Linked DNA regions of Mus musculus: all the other regions are linked to region 3. The links are chromatin contacts, called in public HiChIP or PLAC-seq maps. All regions are on one chromosome and are shown on one strand. Each heading gives the region's core, a stretch centred on a gene start, on an enhancer-like site or on the middle of the called end of the contact. The rest is flanking DNA. Distances are from core to core; before and after follow the strand shown.

Region 1 (2,773 bases), core at 220-2,719, 370 kb after region 3:
GAAAGCTTTTGGTTCTCTGTCTCTCTCTATTTCTGTCTGCCTGTTTTCTCGGTCTATCTCTTTCTGTCTGTCTGACTGTCTATCTCTGTGTCTTTCTATGTCTCTCACTCTCTCTGATGTCTCTCTCTGTGTCTCTGCTTCCCCCTGTCTCTCTGTCTCCTTTTTTTCCACAAGCCCTTGCAGTCTGCAATTTAGGATAGGCATGGCTTCCAAAGTCACCATCCTGATCATCCTGAGCATCAAAGTGACCCCTCCTGTGGACATTTGCCTCACTCCAGGGATATATAAAGAGGTGCTCAGCAGATGAGGACCAGACCTTTGCAACCGAAAATTCAACTTTAAAGTTCCAAAGATCTGTCCCAGGAAGGCTGGAGGGCTGTGTGATCTACAAGGTGAGACAGGGAATTTCAAGGTTGGAATCAAAGGCTCCTGAGCAGATGGAAAAAAAAAAGAAACATAGGTATGCAGCCACCCAGACAACAGCCAGTTAACCCTTCCTTTCCCAAGCCCACTGTTGGACTTTATGAGAGTCTCAGTCTCTGAATAGGTATGCCTCAGTTTCTCCTGCAAGCATGCTGTGACACATGGCAAACTTAACTTCTTTTACATGCTATATAATATCAAGAGCAATAAGATAGTATTATTTTATTGGTTCTATATTCTGTTTAATTTTTTGCGGGGGGAACACAAGACCTTGCTATGTACCCCAGGTCGGATTGAAAGTCATAATTCTCCTGCCTCAGTCACCCAAGTGTTGCAATTATAGGCGTGAGTCATCCATCATTTCTAATTCTGATTTTCTTCTCTGACTATCAGTGGTGAAGAGCTGAGTAAGTAAGAGTTGCTGTTACTCAGCTGGTGAAGTAGCTGGGTGGATTAGGGGTTTGCACAAAGCCTGACCACCCCAACTTTGACTCACTGGGACCCAGTGGTGGAAGGAGTGAACTGACTTCTGCAAGCTGTCTCCTGACCACCGCCTATATGTGTGCCCACACGTGCACAGATGAAGAAATAAAAATGTAATCAAAATCAAAAAGAGTCATTGCTGCTCTATAATGAAAAGATCTTCACTCATTAAAGGAACCCACAACGGATCATCTCATGCCTTCTTTAATAGTGCAACTTTGAAAGACATCCAGTTAGTGGCCCAGTGGTTATTTATTTATTTATTTATTTATTTATTTTCTACCTCTTCTGGAGTAGGTGACAGACACCACAGGGGAATGTTCAAGTGAAAAGCCCAGCATCCCTGGAAGACAAGAACAGAAGCCTTTGGACATCTGCACGGGACTCCATCACCAACACATCCAAACACTTTCTCGATCTGGAGGAAGAGCCTATCCCATGTTCCACAGAAGGCCCTGGCTCCTGCCAGTTCCTCCCTGGTTCACTGCTGGGAACCACAAGAGTGGCCTCTCTCATCCCTGCTGCCTCACTGGCCAGTGGAAGGGCAGAGTTGGCAGAAGAGCCTTTGTGAGCCTTGTTGACTCTGCTGGGTTCAGAGAGGCCTTCACAGTTGACTCAGCTAAGGAGAGTTGTTTACTTCCTGCAGCCTTGAGGTCTGCCAAGCACAGGGCCCAGCTGGGCAGTTCAGTGCCCGGGTCTCTCACTCCCACACCAGTACCTGTAGAGATCAGTGAACAGCCCCTGCTAGGCCGGCCAGACTGAGTCTGCACAAGCTGCCTTGGCCCTCAGCACAGACTCCTTCCTCCCTGCTAGTTCAGCTAGCCAGGCCTGCCTTAGTGACACTCCTGGGCTGGGTTTCTTTCTTTCTTCCTGAAGTCCAGAGCCCAGTTATTTACCCAAAGAAAACAGGGAAGTGACAAGGTAACAGAGTACACATGTTGTGAAAATATGCAGGCTGAGGCTGAAGAAAAGAAAACATTCTTCCATAAGGAACTGCCTTGTTAATTCATATTCTTCCCCCTCCAGATTAGAACCAGCCATTGCTTGTGCTCCTTCAAGTACTTTCTGTGGTTCCATGACAGCTGCCTACATGGGGCAAGATTTGGCTTGAAAAATGGGCCATCGGTCATGCTTTGGGTGGGGTGGAGGTTGTGGGGGGGGGTCAGACACTAAAATTCCCAGATAACTCAAATTCACTGCTCGCTCACTCTCTCGGCGGGATACAGGGGGGAGAGAGGTGGCATGGAGAATGGATTGTACAAACGTCAAGACATAACCTGATTTTCCACAAGAAGCCACAGCTCAGTAATGAACAGTCTTTGGAATGAGCTTTTCAACTCCTCTTGAAGTTGGTTTCCGATCCCTGGCAAACCCGGTCTCTGCAGCCTTGAGTAACGGCCACAGGCTGATTCTCGGCAATTAAAAATAATATTGGCCCTGATAGAGAACTCTTGGGCACCCCCCTCCCTTACACACCCTTTTCATTACGTGCCAAAGATTACTTTCCCAAACCTGTTTCAGAACAGCTGGCCGAGTTGGAGGAGCAGGCTCAGCCCTCGTGGCCTGGAGAGAGGCTGCAGTTATTAATAGCATTTGCTCTGCCTGGTGTTTGGGGCAGGAAGAGGGTGACCTGTGTCTGTTTGGAAAGTTGGGTCCTAATCAGTTTGGGGCCTGTTCTCTCTTCCCTGCATTCTTTAAACCTCAAGCTCTATGGATAGTGGCTGAGAGAGCCCACAGAGAGGCTGGGTAGGGCCAAATAGCCTCCCTATAAACCTTCAGGCTTCTCATTTCTTCCTTCGTGGTTGTTCTCTGCCTCTCAGTGGGTATTGGCCAGAGGACTGGCCAGGATCCTTTCAAGGGAGGTCTC
Region 2 (2,700 bases), core at 163-2,662, 410 kb after region 3:
TTCTCCCAAATCACCCAATCCCAGAGTTGGAGAAAATCCCAGACACATCAACCAGCCTTTTCAGTGATATACGATGGACCTTGTGGCCCAAGCTCCTATGATCAGGACAAGACTGGCTCTAGCCTTGGGTGCAGTTTTGTTCTAAGAGCCTGGCCTGTAGTAGGTTCCATAAGCCAGTGGTAAGTGAGTGAACAAGTGAATGAATGAATGAATGAATGAGTAATTCATTCCCTTGGTCTTGCTTTTTCTTCCGACCAAATGGGTCCCATCACTTCTCTGTGCTTTTCTAGAGACTCTGCCTCCTCAGACAACCTTGTGGTGTGACAGGGCTGGCCCAGGGTCTCTCTTATGGCTTTAAGGAAAAGACATCCAGATTCAAGTATACCAATGATGGCAGCCTTGTGCTGGTTTCCACAAACTTGGTGTGAACCTTGGCTTGAATAAGGGAAATCTCTTCTCCCACAGTGCTGTAGACAAGATGCTGTTAACAGGGACTCCTTCCAGGCACTCTGAGGCAGAGTGTGGTCCAGGCCTTCCTTCTAGCTTCTCCTGTTGCCTGCAATCCCTGGGCACGTGTTCAGTGAGCATGGTGGTATGAATGAGAAAGCCTACCATAGGCTTATCATCTGAGACCACAAATGTGCACCACCACATCTAGATCTTTACATAGGCTCTGGGGATGGAGCATGGATGGTTAGGCTTGCGCAGACAAGCATTTTTAACTGCTAAGCCATCCCCCCCCAGCTCTCCGTTTTGCTTTTCTTCATGTGTCTTCTGTGTCCTCCCCCCCGAGTCTCCTGTTTCTTCTTGTCGCAGTCCTCATTTCACATCCTATATCTATGCTCGCACCCACAGATCTACATATAAACATCACAGGCTAAGATCTGATAGGACAGAGAACATACGGTGTTCTCTTCCTGAATCTGGGCCACCTCATTGAGTATAATTTCCAGGTCCACACATTTTCCTGCAAGTTTCATAATTTTGTCTTTCTTTACAGCCGAATGAAATGCCATCACGTATAAGTACCACATGTTCGCAATGCGTTTGTGTGTTGATGGCCATCTAAGCATGCTCTAATTCCCTGTTACTGTGAGTAGTGTAGCGACACACACAGATATGCAGGTATCTGATGCAGCCCAGGAGTGGGATAGATGGGTAAACTCCTAGTCCAGCCACAGACCACAGACCACAGACACATTCTTCTAAAAGACTTTCTGGGGACACTTTTCAGATCCTGGGGACACTTTTCCCTTCAGGAAAGTCATGGGAAAAGAGAGGCAGGCAGCAGCAGTTGGCCTGTCTTCCTCCACCCTTAGCAAGGCCACAGAAACCTTGCCCCAGCCCTATCCTCTGGAGGAAGTCAGTCAGCCTCACCCTGCCCCTCTGTCCCAGGCCCTCGGAGGCTCCCCACCCCCACTGCTCTTTTCTGTTTACACTGGGAGTTGAGCTTCTGCAGAGCTTAAGTGCAGTTCTGGCCCTTTTGTTTGTTTTGAAGTCAAGTTACAACTTTGCTCCCGGATTTATTGCAAATTCCATTTATCTCCCTCTGCCCTGGGTCTCTCTGTGCAAATCCTTTAGGTCTTCTCTCCCCACTGAGGACAAATGTCAATTGACACAGGAAAGGATAGGCGTGTACAGATGTGGGGGAGGGACGCACAAGGGCCAGAGCTGTCCCCAGGCTGGTAGCACAGGAGACTCACAGATAACCCAAGGTGGGCAGGCACAGCAGTCTGCCCATCACACACACACACACACACACACACACACACCCATTTTTCATAGACCTTAATAGGAAAGGAGAGCCAGGCCCAAAGAAATCCCAGTCCTGAGGGGTAAAGTAAACAAAGGGAGGTTCTGGTCTGAGGAGAGAAGCCTGTGGCAATTTTTAGCAGGAAGTGGTGTGAGGCCAAGGGTCCTGGGAGGCCTGGAATGGAAGCTCCTTGGAGTTGATCTGACAAGGGCTGAGGGCCTGAGAGTTGGGTATGGGTTCGAGTCCAGGCCTTGCTGGGAGAGCACAGCCTCAGAGAACCTGCTTCCTTCACGTGGCTATCTCAGGTCTCTCCAAACCCCACTGTGCCCGTAAACTGCTGCCGAAGAGCAAACATCACCACATGAATCTCACTAGGGAAAGAAAGAATCAAACTGAGCTGAACAAATTGGAACCGGGAAATCCCACTGTGCTGTCCGTCTGTTGGCGGTGGTGGCAGCGGCTTGTCCTTCCAAGACAGGAAGTGCTGATGGCCTGTCTCTTCCTTGCCTAAGGTCCCTGGCATGCAGAAGACACTTGAGTGGAGTAAAAGAGGCTGACCCTTCCCCTTTCCACCCCTAGCCAGGGGACCAGACAAGGGGTTAGAGTGCCCTGGAGCAGGCTCTGGTGGTGGGCAGCAGGTAAGAAGAGACACTTTTCCAAAATGTCTTCCCCGGGGCATCACCCAAGTCATAAAGCTAGAACCTTAGCCTCTCAGCCAAGGACCCCACAAAGCAGGGTTAGGGAGAGAGGACAGAGCACCCCACCCCTTACCTCTGAGAGCACCCATTGCACCTCTAAGTGCTGTTGTATGGGAGAAGCACTTCTCCACACAGGGCACTGGGCTCCATTCACAGTCTGTCAGGACTTGATTCGTCCTTGGTCTCTAATCAACTGGGCCACTGGCCCAGCCTCTCCCTGCCTCTCGCCATCCATCCTCCTGCATCAAC
Region 3 (2,840 bases), core at 59-2,558:
TTCTTCTGTTTCCCAACCCCTAATTACTGGCTCCATATCCTTAGACTTCCCAGCTTCTTAGTTCATGTCCTCATCTCCTAAGGTATCTGATGTCCACCCACCTAGTGTGTGTTAGAAGGCTTGTGTGTTTGGAGAGACCGTCTATTCATTGTTAATAGAATCCAATTTGCAGTTTCCTTAGAAACAGGGCAGCTGCTGATCTTCAGATTACCCACGGTTTTCATGCACACTCTTTTGTCGCGTTAGGAGCAACATTTATCTGTAAAACATGTCAGAAATATACTTTAATAAAAGGTGTAAGTTAGAATGGCACCATTTATTATTGAGAGAAGCTTACTATTTCCTTTGAGAAAAAGGTCTTGAAGAGCTGGCATTTTTAAAAAGTTTTTTTTTTAATTTAATTTCTTTTAGTTATTTACTTTACATCCCGCTCACTGCCCCACTCCCAGTCACTCTCACCCCACCCCACCCCCACACACAATCCCCCTCTCCTCTGAGCAGGTGCCGCCCCTGGGTAGCCCCCCAACCCTGGCACTTCAAGTCTCTGTGAGACTAGGTCCTTTCTCTCCCATAGAGGCCAGACAAGGCAGCCAGAAGAAGATATTCCACATACAGGTAACAGCTTTTGGGATAGTCCCCAGTCCAATTGTTCAGGACCCACATAATGGTCAAGCTGCACACCGGCTACATATGTGCGGGACGGCCTGGGTCCCACCCACTGGACAGCCAGTGTATGCTCTTTTTGTGGTGGTTCAGAGAAGAGCTGGCATTTTAATTTCTGATTTACCAACATTTTCCTGGCACTGTCAGAAGTCACTCCTTAGTCCAACGTTGCAGTATAGCTTTTACAGAGCATAGATATGAGAGCCACTTGACAACAAGTGACTTGTTTAGGATTTCACAGCAAGCTAATTGCAGAGGCCCTGGGTTTCCTGCCTCTTGATCCCTGTTGCATGAATATAAAAGCACATATTATGTATTGCTTATTTATATGAATGCCCCAGAGCATTTCCTTTGCTTTAATGAAATTGTGAAAATTATTGCCCAGTAAGGGAATTGTTACAATAGAAAACAAATAAAGTGGGCATGAGGTTCCTAGTTTATTATTGTTTTCCGTCTGACCAATGAAGGCAGCTGTGGGTTCCTGGGCTTCTTGAACCTTGAGCACTATATTCATGTTATTCTACACAATGAAGTTCCCTGAAGTCCTTGAAAAACCACAAAAACAAAATTTAAAGTACAAAATGTTACTATTGATTAACTCAGACTGACTCTTGTTTGTTTACAAAGTTCCCAGGCCTCCATGGGGCAGGGAATTCCCTGTGGTGAGTTAGTAAGCATCCCTGTGGGAGCCAGCATGGCTTGGTGATATGTTTTGGATTTCTGAAAATGTCTTTCTGTTGGGTTGAGGAGGGGAAACAGCTTGTGGAACTGCTCTGGGTACTGCCAGCGGACTGCTTGGGAATGAAGAGTGCATTCCAGTAGTACGTTAGGGGGAGGTTAGCTGGTCAGGAAATATAACCCTTACCAAAGGTAATGGCTCCCACTAGCATTTTCAGTAAGGAGTACCAGATGTGAGTAGTTAATTATTCTCAGAGCTGATAAGTACCTGCCAGCCAAGGCTAATTTTATTTTCAGTAAACAGTGGCCAAAGGTCCTAGCTGTTCATTTGATAGGATAGGGCCTGTTTGCACTTATCTATTAATAAATGCACAACACTCCTTTCGTTTTCCTTTCCCAGGGCCAGATAAAACATTTCAGACACTCAAAGTATTTGTCTCAGTAAATCAGACAAAAGTAGACAAATCTGGTGATTAACTTGGTAAACAGAGAGTGGTTAAGTGTTACCTTTGGTGTTTAACCCAATGCCAAATAAATAATATTAATCACATGGCATTTTCAATAACCTTTATGAAGTAAGACAGAGAGGATTTTCCACCCCTTTTTTTTTTTTAACCACCAGGGGTATAAGTGTATCTCTTAAGTGCTTTCAGATGTCATTTTGTAGGGAGATTGTGAAAGTCAGTTTAAGATGAGATTTATTCTTATGTACCATGAGTAACTCATTGGGAATGTTGTATCAGTGAGCACTGTGTGGAAACCTGGAAAGCTCTATGGTTCATCCCAGAAGGAAGACTGGCGGTTCCTACGTAGAGATAATAGCCTTCTAAAGGTTTCATTTGGATGGAGTCCTTTTATACCAGTAAGAGGGGTAACAGAAATTCATTCCTGCCTAGATTTTCATCTTTGAGGCAAAGGATTCCGTTAAGTATTGAACTGTTTATTTTGTGATGTCCATGCTTGTCCTGTGAGAACTAGTGACAAGTGCAGTGCTTACTTGGTACTGGGTAACATAGCACTTTTACATCAAAGAATTTTCAATCACTCCAAGCCTAGACTAGATTTTCCTGGTGACCCAGTACTGCTATTTCCAGTTACCATTTCTATCATTAAACCTTCCTCTTTATTTTAGTCAAAATCTGCATGCTCTACCAAATTTAGTGTCTTTTTTGCATTGGCTTTGTATTTGCAAGTAGCTTATGAAATTCTTTTTAGTTTCCCATGATATGTAATAATCCTAGTTTACTAAACATTGAACATTTTAAAAAAAATAGCTGGCATGCCTTAGAGGAAAAAATGCCTTATCTGCACGTCTTCATTTAGAATAATTTCTATGTTAATATCTTATTCCATAAGAGTGTTCTGGCACAGGGCCATGACTATAGTGCCTGGTACCCAGTGGTAATATCACAGGAGTGATGGTTGATACTAACAGTGTGGAGGAGACAGTGCAAACCCAGAGTTAGAGATGTGTGTTATGTTGTCCAGTTCCTTTAATG

The links. HiChIP or PLAC-seq counts read pairs in DNA pulled down with a chosen protein or histone mark.
Region 1: a FOXA1 HiChIP or PLAC-seq map of pancreatic cancer cells shows a contact between it and region 3. The contact joins two enhancer-like sites. A contact is called at or near these places in 2 of 484 Hi-C or Micro-C datasets (the HL-1 cell line and bone marrow-derived macrophages) and 2 of 115 datasets of contacts at active chromatin or transcription factors (astrocytes and pancreatic cancer cells).
Region 2: an HNF4G HiChIP or PLAC-seq map of pancreatic cancer cells shows a contact between it and region 3. The contact joins two enhancer-like sites. A contact is called at or near these places in 1 of 484 Hi-C or Micro-C datasets (bone marrow-derived macrophages) and 3 of 115 datasets of contacts at active chromatin or transcription factors (extraembryonic endoderm stem cells, fibro-adipogenic progenitors and pancreatic cancer cells).

Annotation. Positions count from the first base shown.
Region 1 is chr12:79,903,547-79,906,319 of GRCm38.p6, forward strand. It overlaps Gm46361 (a long non-coding RNA gene), which reads left to right. Exons shown (of 2, transcript XR_001780641.1): 2 at 279-1,036. Among named protein-coding and RNA genes, the nearest start is that of Gm51985, 5.6 kb to the right of the region's middle. Within about 2 kb of position 1,470, at least 114 of the 459 cell types and tissues checked have an H3K27ac peak or open chromatin away from gene starts, as enhancers often do. A contact at or near this core is called in astrocytes and pancreatic cancer cells, where this site is marked.
Region 2 is chr12:79,943,414-79,946,113 of GRCm38.p6, forward strand. It overlaps 4933435C09Rik (a long non-coding RNA gene), which reads left to right. Exons shown (of 3, transcript XR_381736.3): 2 at 2,266-2,391. Among named protein-coding and RNA genes, the nearest start is that of 4933435C09Rik, 8.2 kb to the left of the region's middle. RefSeq lists an enhancer at 385-2,700. Within about 2 kb of position 1,413, at least 93 of the 459 cell types and tissues checked have an H3K27ac peak or open chromatin away from gene starts, as enhancers often do. A contact at or near this core is called in pancreatic cancer cells, where this site is marked.
Region 3 is chr12:79,530,578-79,533,417 of GRCm38.p6, forward strand. The region is part of intron 7 of Rad51b (RAD51 paralog B); the gene reads left to right. Among named protein-coding and RNA genes, the nearest start is that of Rad51b, 230 kb to the left of the region's middle. Within about 2 kb of position 1,309, at least 91 of the 459 cell types and tissues checked have an H3K27ac peak or open chromatin away from gene starts, as enhancers often do. A contact at or near this core is called in astrocytes and pancreatic cancer cells, where this site is marked.